Regions from separate parts of the Mus musculus genome. Here region 2 is linked to region 1. The links are chromatin contacts, called in public promoter capture Hi-C maps. All regions are on one chromosome and are shown on one strand. The core of a region is the stretch at or near the end of the contact, and the rest is flanking DNA. Distances in the headings are between cores, read along the strand shown.

Region 1 (6,399 bases), core at 2,317-4,816:
ATTATTAGACAAATAGAGATAAGGCAAACACTGTGTAATTACTACCACCAGCAAACAACTCCATGATAATTCTCAGTGCTCCTTCATGTGAATCAGATAATGAGATGATAAATGCTATACTTACAAGACTAAAGAGAAACACGGGCTCACATTTATCTCTAAATGGCTGGAGAGTCACAATGTTGTCAGCTTCAGCCTGGAGGATATTGCAAACATTTTATACAATAATAAGAAAGCAATGTCCGCGCCATTCTGTATGCTATGTTCAAACGATATAGAAGCATGCACAAGTTTTCTGGGGACTGCAACATTTCTGGGGTTGCGATAGTTGTATGCAGGTCAAACAGCATGCATTAGCAACTCAAGCCCTGTGCTATTTGGAGCCAGCTGTAACTATCAGTGTTCTCCTTTACAAAAGTGCTCTCCTGGCCCTTGGGCCTGTGAAGGCTGTATTCCCCAGTGTAGGGGAATGCCAGGACCAGGAAGTGGGAGTGGGTGGGTTGGTGAGTGGGGGAGGGTGTGGGGATAGGGGTTTTTGGAGGGGAAACCAGGAAAGAGGATAACATTTGAAATGTAAATAAAGAAAATATCTAATAAAAATATTTAAAATTTAAAAAACCAAAAAAACAAAAGCAAAAGTGTCTCCTTAGTCAAACCCACCTCTGTTGCTACGTTCCTCACTTTCTGGTCTTGCCATCACTCCTCTATTTCAGCCCACGTGGTCTTGATCTAAAGGATGTCTGTTGCTCCCTCCTGACAGGTCACTGTCCATCACAGGACAGAATGTCTCTTTCAATACTGTGCTACAGGCAGTGGGGCTGTCTCACTAGCTTTGTTAGGAAAGCAATGATTTTCCAACTACATGTAACTCCAGCTCCAAGGTTTCTGACACCTCTGTCTTTTTGGGACACTTGCATGTGTGTACACACACACACACACACACACACACACACACAGAGAGAGAGAGAGAGAGAGAGAGAGAGAGAGAGAAACACAGACAGACAGGCATAGACACACAGAGAGACATACACACACCCACACAGACATACATACACTCACAGAAACACACACAGAGATGCACATGTATTCAGACTAACACATGCACATAATTTAAAAATATAAAGAAAGAATTACAGGATGTTTCTGCAGAAGGGGAGGACTAGTCGACAGGTAAGGTCAGGAAGAAAACTGTGCAAGGGTCCTTTAGATGACAGGGAAGGCCTGCACCTAAAAGATCCCATGGGTGGAGGTTTTGTGTCTGACTCATGGACTACGTAGTTTAAAAACCTAGAGTAAAAATGCACATACCAGTTATCTCTTTCTGCTGTTTGCAGCTAGCTCACTCAGGTATGCATCTATCTAGGAGAAATGTATTCTCTATCTGTTCAATATGGATCATGTAAAATAAATCTTAAAAATTATTATTTTATAACTTTTTAATATTTAAAGCATATCTTAATATTAAATGAATAATTATTAATCAATAATTGAACTCTAATAAAAAATTAGATTCACATAGCTAAATTGTCTCAAACAGTAGATTCCACAATAATTTAATTTAGTAGCATCAGTTTTATAATTTTTAAAATTTGTGTGTATAAGAAGCCAAGAAAGGAGAGAGAGAGACTGACAAACCCATAGACCGACAGACAGACCGACAGACAGAGAAAAGGAAAGACTCTTTCTTGGCTTCCTTCAGTTGAGTCCCAGGGACCAAACTTACATCATCATGCCTGCCAGCAAGTGCCTTTGTCCACTGAACTAGCCCAACAGCCCTCAATTTTCAAATTTAAATTAATTAAAATTGAAAATGCATTTCTACAGTGGCTCTGGATAGCTCTCAAGTGTTCTGTTTGTGCATAAAGCCATATTGGACAGAAAGATTCTAACCAAATGTTAACTGGATATAGACTGAACTATAAATTATATCTGGCTATAGATTGAATAATCAGTACAACTGAGTCAAGTGCATTTGACGGTGAGATTTAATCCCTTGTCACTTTTGATAACTAACAGCTAAAAGAGAAATTACTTACTTTGAAACATGTGTGCATAGATAGGTGCCCAGGGTTCTACTCTGTGTCACCCAGGAAACAGTCCCTGATAATCTTAACTCAGGGACACATATTGACCATGCCATGTGACAATGTCAACAGATGTCCATTACTATACTTTTCTGAGGTTTCAGTCATGATGAGTTATCTCAGCATCCTGGGAATTTGATGAAACTCATACTAATTCTCAAACCTAGTAGAACTAAGCAAATAGTTAAGACTATGGAGCCAACATTGTTTAGAGTAGAGACTGGCAGGTTCCTTAAACTAATAAAATACTTGAAGTACAAGGAGATCTTTAAACACAGCAAACACATTGAACAAAACCAAAAACCTTACAACGACGAAGTGAAGAATCTCATCTTCGTTCAGTTCATTTTTTAGTTTTCTGAATAAACTTTGCACGGCTTTGCAAGGTCCACACCAGGCTTGGTAAACATCAATCACTGGGAAATAGTAACATTTGTCAAAAGGCAGAGTCAAAGAATCTGGAGGCTGTCGCATTCCCATCCCAGGTGAAGGACCCAGGGAGGAAGGCAGGAAGGCAGCTTTGAAACAGGGAGTTGAATTCTGCAAGGTATGGAAACAAACCTGAACACTGACAGCAGAGAGCCCCCGTACCTGTTAAGCCTTTGTTCAGCAACATCTCATCCCACAAGTTCTGACTATTGACGACTGACTGCAAAAAGCAAAATATGGTAAGAGGTGGCAAGTGTCATTGCACCAGAAGAAGACCTGCTGGCACGATAGACCCACCTGTAGCTGGACTTCACGCTTTTTGCTTGCCATTTGTCGACTTCTGCATGGAATAGGAAAAGAAATACAAACTGTGGAATTTGAGCAATCTTCTCTTTGTATACCCAAACCACATCTTAAAGTACTGTCCAATTCCCTTTAGAAAATACTGGCCTGCTCAGACTAGCCTCTAGAGAAGAGTCAGCGTCACAGGCAAACTACTGCTGGGCAGGGATTCTTTCAACAAACCAAAGCAATGCCAGAATGTTGCAGGCTTTTTTTTTTTTTTTTTTTTGAAGTCATACTGTGTGTGTGTTAATAATGTGGTGGTTTCCTATGCCTTTAGCAGAACATGTTAATTGGTAAACATACCTTTTAGATATGCTCACTCCAGTATTATTGAGTTTTTAGGAGAAAATCACTACTGTTCTCTGGAGCAGAACACAAATATTCCATGGGTGATAACATCAAGGATGCATAGAAAAAAAATAGCTCCTAAGACTGCATCCCAACAAAGTTGCTATACACCATAATGAAATGGGCCCTTTCTGTTAGACTGGGACCTTTATAGATAATTTAAATGGTCTCCCTTGCTGGGGTCTATGGCCCTTGATAGAATGAATTCCTGAAATTCAGTACCTGGACCGCTGGGTCAGGCCCGGGCTGAAGGTGGCAGGGCTCCTGCTGTGCCTTCTTCCCCAGCAGGTCCAGTCAAAGGGAGGGATGAGGTATGCCTAGCATCACCCCCTGGAAGATGAAGGGCAAGGACGCCAACGTTCAGCCCTCGAGGCCCGGCCGGCCCTTCCCTCCCTGTGGTGGAGGCTCGAGGATCCTGCTCACAGCAGGTAGAACTGGACACCAAGCCCAAGCAAGAGCAGTAGGCGCCTAAAATTCCTCCCCGACTCCTGCTGTATTGCTCTGGAAAGAAAGTTTCTACTTCCTCAAGATCCCTCCCTCTGCTGCCTCCTACCAAGTTGCAGTCTCTAAGACTGTACAGGGTCGCCACCCCTCCCCCATCAACATACCCAAGTCCACCTCAGCATTTCAAGTTCCCAGGGATTCTCTCCCAGAGAGCGGACCTGGAAGTCTCTCTCCTAGGCTTTGGATCCTGTGTGATCAGCCACGCCTTACAATAAACATACAAATCCCTCAAATTGGAGTAGAAACAGTCCTTCCTCCCTGCTGAGATGACGGTCCACCTTTGTTAATCTACTCTGATGCTCTCCGTCTTTCTCCAGTTCCAAGTTTGGCCTTGTATCTCTCTCTCTCTCTCTCTCTCTCTCTCTCTCTCTCTCTCTCTCTCTCTCTCTCTCTCTCTCTCCCTCCCTCTCTCCCTCCCTCCCTCCCTCCCTCCCTCCCTCCCTCCCTCCCTCCCTCCCTCCCTCTCTCTCCTCTCTCTCTCTCTCTCTCTCTCTCTCTCTCTCTCTCTCTCTCTCTCCCTCTCTCTCTCTCTCTCTCTCTCTCTCTCTCTCTCTCTCTCTCTCTCTCTCTCTCTCTCTCTCTGTTGTTTCCTCTTGAGATAAAACCTGAGCATGATGTCAAAGGATAGAAAAAGTGCCATGGAGCGCAGAGCTCAGCCGAGCGCTGTCCACATAAGCATCGAGCCTAGGCTGGATCTTGGTGTAATAAAAATCAGATTATCAATTATTGTGCCAACTGGAGTGAGTCTTCTGACAAAACTTTCACAGACGTTCATGGACCCCTCGTTCCTAAAACACTAAAACGGCCAGAGCTTTGAGAATTTTGTTTGCTATTGCTATTTAACTCATTCAACAAAATCGCAATCTTTCCGTCCTAGTGTATTCTTCCTGAAGTCTGTATATGAATTTTTCACATTGGCATATTTATAAAAACATTTTGTTTCTTGTCTCTTCTAGTTAACTATCACACTTAGAAACATTTAATTGCAGATTCACAGAATGTCCACAAGGTGGCAGTATGCACTTCTGAAGCAGTCCAGGAGGAAATCTCTCAAAATCCCTGACCACATGTTGCCTGAAGTACACTGAAGATCACCGGGCAACCTGGGACAAGATACAGAAGAGCTCTGGGTTCCTTCACTCGGGCTTTGCATTGATTATCCTGTTGCTGATCTCTGTAATAACACGTTACCAGTTGGAGGATGAAAGGCATTCTATCAGTTCACTTACCCAGTGATGCTGAGCCCCAGGGTCCCAGGATTTTTTTAGTTTGCTTGCTTGCTGGAGAGTCTCAGTATGTATCTCACATTAGCCTCTCTGCAGTACAGTCTTTTTGTATCATTTCAACCTTCAAAATATGCAATATACCACACACTCCATGTTTAAATATGTTATTGTATATACTGATTTATTTAGAAATGCTTTCTTCTACTGGATTCAACGGCTCTTACCTCACCAGTCTGCTGGGCACTACATATTATTTAGGCAGGAATCGCCAAACACACTTTTGTGATCACAATTTCTAAAAACTCACCATCAATTAAAGTTGCTAACAGTGACCCGTACTGGGTGTACTTGAAAAGCAACTATGTTCCCTTGTCTCATGACCAGGGAATCAAAGTTTTTTAAGATGGTTTCCAGAACCCTGGGGAGACAGGAGTTACTAACTTAAATAAGTTGAGGATGTATTTCTGAATGGGAAAAGGTTATTCTGAATCTAGGCCATTTTTGCTATTGCTCAGAAGTGCAGAGAACTTCTCATCTTACACTTGTGGAAACGGAGACCCCCAAACTGACAAGAAAATAGCCCAAGTAACAGAAATTTTGTTTGAAAGATTTACTGCTTTTTCTTACACGGGACCAAGTATGTCTTCACTCACATGTCAACTTCTGCCTGGGGAGAGACGCTGCTGAGGAGCGCAGCGCTGGCCTTCCCTCAGAGGCGACGTCACAGCCTTTAGGTTTTCCTTATTGTTAATTTGGTAAAGGATCCAGTGTGTGTGTGTGTGTGTGTTTTAACCTTCCTGTATGGGAGTTTTGCCTGCATATATATCTATACACCAAAAGCACATACCCTCAGAAGCCAGAAGCCCATGAACCTGGAGCTATGCATGATCCTTAGCGACCGTGTAGGTGTTGAAAATCAAACCCAGGCCCTCTGGAAGAGTAGCTGTGCTTTTGACCACTGAGCTGTCTCTGCAGCACATGTCCAATACTTCTTGGTCACACTGGGGTCTAAGAAATTCTAGTTTTGCAGACCACCCGACAGCTGACCAGGTAAGAATGTTTATTTTCTCCATCTGTTCGTATTGTCATGCTCCCTCCACATTTTCTCCTTTTTTTAAAAAATCCCCCTGGGAAGCAGAAGGCAGGAAAGACAAACCTTCAGCACTCTCAGCCACTGAGATGGGGTAATTTGCTTGGAAGGTCAACATTTTTTTTTTACTCAAGTAGACTAGTTCATGTGTAGAGGAAAAATGCATTCCCAAGAGAGCAAATCCAAATTAAAAAAAAAAAAAGTCATTTTGGTGCTCAATATATCCTTCCCCCTTCACACATATAGAATAAAATAAAAATATTATTGTATGTTTCAGAATACCACTTTTCTGCCTATAACAGGAAAGCCAAATAAAAATGATTTGAAGTGTAGTAGTTTCTTTTTCTCAGGATAAAAGAAGTGTGGATGTAGA
Region 2 (6,961 bases), core at 858-3,357, 1.3 Mb after region 1:
GTTGTGCTGTTGTCTGACAAGATCTCATGTATACAAGGCTGGCTGCAAACGTATCATGTAGCCCAAGGGAGAACTTGAGCTTCGGATCCTCCTGCTTCTACGTCTAGAGAGGTGGGATTCGGCGTGTGCCTCAGTGATCTGTCATGTGGCACTTGGAGTAAAGCTTGGGCTTCTCTCTGCTAGGTAAGCCCTCTGCCAACTGAGCGGCATCCCAGGCCTACTGATCGGTCCCTTGCCATGAAGTGCCTTTTCCCTCTGGCTCTCTTGCAGGTGGCTTCACTTCTGCAAGCAAATCGTGTCTGGGAAAAGATACAGCTTCAATGGCCTCATGTCCTGGGAAAGGAGAATCCATTCAACTCTCAGATTGAAGAGGTGTTTGGAGACCAAGGAGGACACTGAGTCTCCGCGGAAGGCGCATCACTGGGGGAGAGAAAGGTGGATAAACCCTCCCACCTGCTCATTCCAGGGGCTGCTGTGCAACAGGCCCAGAAGACCTTCTTCAGCAGCCTCTCTGCAGACCACTTTCCTCTCAGTTGGGGACAGACCTTAATGGCAATGTCCATTAACAGCAATGTCCTTTGCTTCCCACAGCAAGTCTTCTCTGTTCAACTCTGAAACACTTTTTCCAATTTTTTATTAGGTATTTTCTTCATTTATATTTCAGATGCTATCCCGAAAATCCCCTTTAAGCTGATTATCTTGGGTATTTGTTATAGTAATGAAAAACTTACGTCACAATAAATAATCTAGAGATGATTGAAAGTACATAGGCATGTGTAGGTTATATACAAATACTATATACCATTTTCTACAAGGATCCTGATCAGAGTTCCTGTGCATATATGAACTTCAATCTGTACTAGAGTCTTCTCTCCATCTCTGTGGGCAATTGACTCCAGGACTTGCAAGGATACCAGGGTCTGAGGACATTCAAGTTCCTTGTAAAGGGAAGTCTAGCAATCACTTTCTTTTCTGTGTCTCACTTTCCTCAGCCTTTTCTGAGATGCCACAGATTTAGGGTTCAATCTTTGTACGCCCAGAGGTACCCCTGTGCTTGGTGTAGCCCACAGGTATGAGACAGTTGGCCCCACAGTGGCAAGTAGGAACTATTGAAATCATGCACAAGTCTCCTCAGTTACTGGCATTTGGTGGACTTCTTACATCAGCCCCCTTAACCTACAACAATGACCTGAACACATTCTTATAGCAATGCTGGCCCACCCCCACCCCTTACAGCCCTGATTCTCTTGTCCTGCTTCCAAAATAAACTGTCTGCACTCCAATATTTGCCTCAATAAAGTCAAAGTTCTAAGGTTGGTGTGGGCATAATTGTGTCATCAAGAGTTCACAATTCATGCTTTATCATTAAATGTATTTCTGGCAATGAAATACTAGGTACCATTAGGAACCAAATCTACTCACCAGGCACACCTGAGGCCTGGAAGCCAACATCACCAACTAGCCTCCAGTTCCATTCATCTCATATCTTGTTCCTCATCCATGGCCCATGTGCTGGTTAACCTTTGTCCACTTGCCACTAACTGGAGTTATCTGGGAAGAGAGAACCTCAGCTGAGGTATTGTCTCCATAAGATTCACCTGTGGACAGTTCTATAGGGCATTTCTTGATTAGTGATTGATGTGGTTGACTACCAATTATAACAGACAAGCCTAGCCCAGACCTGGTGTCACTACCCCTGGTGGTCCTGTGTTGCATAAAAAAACAGACTAAGCAAGCCAAGAGAAGCAAGCCAATAAGCACTGCTGCCTTTGCCATGGCTTCCCATGACAATGGACTGTAACTCATAACCTGAAAACATTATGTTGGAAACACCATGCTTCCACAAGCTTCAAAATGCATGTGGACACATTTTGAAGGTCTCTCCTGGGGCCTTGGAAGGTACACTGGGAATTTTCAGTCATCCTAGCAGCTTCAGCTCCATTCATGGGTTGTTTGCCAAGACTTATGTAAGCTTTGGTGGGGGAGGGAGCAATAACTTTAAAAATGTTACACCATTCATTTCCCTCACAGCACCATTCTCGGTTGAGCACAACCTGAGCATGTGCCCTGGAGGCAGATCCACCAGAGGCACTGACGTACTACCAGGGACTACTCTTTAAAGGAGACGATAAGAACGTGGGAGATGAGTTTGAGAGTGCAAGGCTTGGGTGTGAGTCTGGAAGCCGAGCATGCTTACTTTCCAATGTGTCCTCTTATGCAATCTTGTCAATCACACAACTCATTTCAGTGTTTTGGCATCTCATATTACTTTTAAGCACCAGTACTTGTTACAATGTAATTTTGTTACTGGTTTTATTTGAAATCTTAATCATTCCGTCTCAATAAAGCTCAGAGAGTCCTGCACTAAAACTGCTTATTGCTTTAACAAGAAGTCTATCCACTTCTCTTCATTCCAAAGCATCTATAGTTGAGGCTAGAGAGGTGGCTTAGTGGCTAAAAGCACTGACTGCTCTTACTTTAATTGAATGTGGCACCTGCATCAAGACTCACAACTATCTGTAAATTTGGTTCCAGTGGATCTGACACCCTGCTCTGGGCTGTCACAGGTACCAGGATACATGTAGTACATAGTCATGCATGCAAGTGAAACACCTACAAATAAAATAATTTCTAAAATTTTCACTGCATCTCATTGCTGTTCCCAAAATACACATGAAGTTGGTTGTCTTTTATTGCTTTGCTGCTGGGTGAGGGGAAGGGAAAGCTAGCACAGAATTTTATTTTAAGGTCTTATCTTCCAGATGGCCAAAGGGACCAGACTTATGATAAAAGTTGTAAGGACCAGGCTAGAGAGATGGCTCAGTGGTTAGGAGTACCTGCTGTTCACAACCACCCATAGCTACAGAAATCCAACTCCCTCTTCAGACCTCTCATGTGGTACATATAAATACATGCAAGCAAAACACTCCTCATATAAAGTGAATTAGTCTTTATTAAAGGGAAAAACCTGCATTTAAGGGAAAAATGTGAGGAATCCAGTGGAACTGAATAGGAAGGCTGTCAGAGTAAAGAGGAGCTCAAGGGTCCTTCTTCCTGGCACTGCCAAGAACCCTGCCTAGAGTCTCTTACAGAGTTACCTTGCTGTGTAATTGAACCATGTAATACTCTGCTCTCTGTCACTCTCACAAAATAGCTGTGATAATTAACTTATATTAAGAGCAGATTTGTTTTGACTCATAGTTGTTTAGTTCTGCACATGTTCAAATGGACTCATTGTTGAGATCCCAAGACGGGGCCGTGTATCTTGTCAGAAGACTGTGGTAGAGCAAAACCTCTCGTGACAGAGCTAGGAAGCAAGAGCAGAAGAAGAGGCCAGGCTGTTAGAATATTCTGCAGCAGCAGGCACCCAGCCACCTAAAGCCTTCTCACCATGCTTCACCTCTTTGAAGCTTAACCCACTCCCCAAAACCCCAGGCACCAAGCCTTTAACATCTAAGCCTCTGAGAAATGTTTAGCATCCTAAGAATAGCACAGCAACTCCAGCTCCAGACTGGCTCAGCCCAAGAGGGCACTAATGGCTGAGACCTGAGCCCTGACCAGATTCCTGAGCGCTGAGGAATCAAGGGGCACAAAAGAACCGTTGACCCTATGTCTTAATTAAGGTTTTATTGCTGTGAAGAGACACCAGTTCAAAGGCAACTTTTATAAAGACAAACATTTAACTGGGGCTGGCTTACAGTTTCAGAGGTTTAGTCCATTATCATCATAGCAGAAAACATGGAGTGTGCAGGTAGACATGGTGCCGGAGGAGCCGAGTTCCAAAGGCAGCCAGGAGGGGACTGTGAAGTGGACATTTCTGGTTTCTTTGGAGACTCAGTTGTGTCATGTGATGTTTTTCTAGAAGCTGTCTTATGAGAGGATGTTTTGCTGAAGCAGACAACATGAAAGGATGTTTTGCTAGGGCAGACACTTGAGGGGATATGTGAAGTTTGGAAAGAATATAAGTGGAACCCAACAGACAGTGACGATGCTCTTGCATTGGTTTACCTTGCAATGCTTTGCTGGTCTTTGCTTGTTGTGACTTCATAGCGAGAAATGCACCAAAGAACTTCCGGCTTCTTCTTGCCACTCCCATGAACTCATGCCAATTTGGCAGAGCCTCTCAGTTTTTTCTGGATCGAGTCGCTGCTGCTGATTCGTGTTTGAAATAACCCGAAAGAACTACTTCTAAACAGCTCCACACCCCTCTTTTCCTATTAACAATCTTTCTTCCATACTTTTGATCAGTGGGCTAGAATGGAGGTTGAAATGTTTAAGAACCCTTATTAAAATAGGTTTTGAAAAATCTAAACTTAGAGAACCCCAGGGAGCCAAAAGTCTCTTCCACACTGGCACAATTTGAGCACTCGGAGACCTCAAAGCTCACTTACACAGTGACACACGTCCTGCAACAAGGCCACCTATTCTGACAAGGCCACACCTCCTAATAGTGCCACTTCCCTTGGGCCAAGCATATTCAAGCCACTATACCCTATCTCTGTTTTTGAGAAAAATACCAATGCGACGTAAATAAATATGAAGTGAAAATAAGTAATGAATCCCAATACTGTCACAACAACTGGTGTGTGGGGCTAGGTTGTTATTTCCTTGTTGGTGTATCAAAATACTTGACAAAAGAAACTTAAGGAAGGTAGGTTTATCTGGGATACCGTTTGAGGGTACAGTCCAACATGATGTCATTAATCAAGAAAATGTCCCATGGACTTGTCCACATGCCAAATGGGTGGAGGTATTTTTTCAATTGAGGTTCTATTTCACCAGATGACTCTGGCTGTATGATCTTGCCAAAATTATGATGATGACAACGACAAAGACAACACTGATGATAATAGCTAGCATGATCAAGAAGCTAAGAATGATAGCTGTTGGTTCTTAGCTCACTTTTTTCTTAGTCAGTCAGTCTAGGACCACAGAACATAGAACACTGCTGCCAACATTCATAGTGGGTCTTCCCATATCAATTAACTCAATCTAGAAACTTTTTCACAGGCCTAATTAGGTTTGTCTTCTGAGTGATTCTAGATCATATCAACTTGACAGTATCAACCATCACAGGAGCCAATGGGAGAACCATCTCTGTCTTCATCTTCTCTTCTAATGGCCAATTCACTCAGGTTTCTTCTTTGAGATTTGCCCAGGTCTTCCTCCAGGATTGGAAACATCCTGAGGAAACTCTTAGTGCTGGAAGTACTTCTAGCATCTAGACTCCTTTCATTTGCAGCCAACTGTGAAGGTTTCAGATCCTACCCAATATTTCCATTTTGGCTAACCCTGAAGTCAGGTATTCAACCTTAGATTTGTCAAAATCATGATGGTGAGTGCCATTCCCTGAGAGGCACCTGGTGCCTTGCCCCTCTCTCCATGTTCTTCCTCAGCTCAGAGGCTAGAATATCTTAAGGATAAATGCCTAAACTTGAATCGAGGCTCCAGAGCCAGAAGGTAGCTGCCATGTTTATTCTTGTGTTCATAGACACTAGGACAACGACTAACCCACCACAAGTGACCTCCAATGAATGAATCAGTTTAATTATTAATTAATGGTTAATGGTGCCTTATAGATCATCCTTTCTTTTTTGCTTTATAAAAAAAACTTTCTATCAATACATTCAAATTAAATCCATTGGATTTTGGTCCATGTAGTGAAAGTGAAGGAAGAAAATCTGTCTACTAAAAGGTTGCCTTCCTCCCAAAGTACCCTGGTTACAAGACCTGGGTCTGCTGTGTAAGTTTCCTCTATACACCCCTAAATTTTCTCATAATTAATTCCTCCTATTACCAAAATACATGTCTGTCCAGTGCCCCTTTACTCAAATGGAGTTGATTATGCTCCATTCAGAACAATTATAAAAACCTTTGTGTCCACTTGTTTCCAGTTTCCAGCCACAAAAGAGTCTTATGGGCTTGGAATCTAGTAAAAGGGAAAACTATGAAAGGTCCCACAAGAAAAACAGGTCTGCTAACAGTCTTCATGTGAGACTCAAATTAATACAGCAGAATGAGTGTTCTGGGCCCATTTCTACTCTTATGTAATCTCCCTAGAAAAGGTGTGCTTACCTGGGAACCATAGGAACAAGCTTAACTAGAAGTAGCCAGCATCTCAGTGAGAAAATATTAGGTCTTCTCTGTCATTGAACTGAACTTGAACATTGCCTTTCATCATGCATGTAAGAAACAAATTCAGCTGAATTCAGTAGCTGAACTTGCTTCAGATATTTCTAAGTCTCCCTGCAGTTCTTACAGAGACAGTTCTTAAGAGGCTGGAAAGTCGTCACGTGTCCTCCCAAACAGTGGCTTGGCTGCTTCCAGCAGAGGAACCACACATCACCCTGGTTTCAGCCTCCAACAGGCAGTCACAGCATTTCAGCAGCCAATCAATCTATAGCTTTCCTTTCAATGAGCTTTTTCCAAAAAGATGCCTTCTTTAAGATCTCATTGATTCATTAACATTAAACTCACACCCAGCAGCACTGTACGACATGCCTCAATGAAGTTTCTCAGCACATATTTTCTCTTTCAGACATGCAGCATTCTTGACTGACTAAGGAACACCAGGCAGCACAAATGCACTGTTACACTGTTTGAGGACATTCATTCAGTGAAATCACACACACGCACACACGCACACACACACACACATGCACACACGCTACAAAAACGTGTCACTAAATATAGCAAGTAAAGGACACCTGTTTGTGCTAGGACTGCTGAAAGCGAGCATCAGAATGTCTACGTAGACCTCAGTTGCAGATACGTGTTTTCATGGCTTAGCATAGCCATAGCCATGAATAGCTGTAAAAGCACCCCAAGTATTAACTTCATGCTCTAAACAAATTTTAGCAAGTACACAATCCCCGAATGCATAATCCACGAGTAATAAGTATCTAGTTTTATATTGAAACATCATTCACAGCCATCAATGCTTCGAACTTGCTGAGATTAT

Evidence for each region. Promoter capture Hi-C pulls out the DNA fragments that hold promoters and counts their contacts.
Region 2: a contact with region 1 is called in a promoter capture Hi-C map of liver, with 3 times the contacts expected there. The contact joins the enhancer-like site here to the promoter of Nme8 in region 1. A contact is called at or near these places in 7 of 39 promoter capture datasets (embryonic stem cells, frontonasal cranial neural crest, hippocampal neurons and 3 more), 1 of 484 Hi-C or Micro-C datasets (cerebellum) and 1 of 9 other capture datasets (embryonic stem cells).

The regions. Positions count from the first base shown.
Region 1 is chr13:19,694,194-19,700,592 of GRCm38.p6, forward strand. Nme8 (NME/NM23 family member 8) reads right to left here and starts at 3,567. Exons shown (of 17, transcript NM_181591.3): 1 at 3,429-3,567; 2 at 2,811-2,853; 3 at 2,676-2,733; 4 at 2,394-2,500; 5 at 125-196. The coding sequence starts at 2,843.
Region 2 is chr13:21,022,939-21,029,899 of GRCm38.p6, forward strand. Aoah (acyloxyacyl hydrolase) reads left to right here. Exons shown (of 21, transcript NM_012054.4): 21 at 271-1,316. The coding sequence ends at 399. Among named protein-coding and RNA genes, the nearest start is that of Gm32242, 16 kb to the left of the region's middle. Within about 2 kb of position 2,108, at least 4 of the 459 cell types and tissues checked have an H3K27ac peak or open chromatin away from gene starts, as enhancers often do. A contact at or near this core is called in liver, where this site is marked.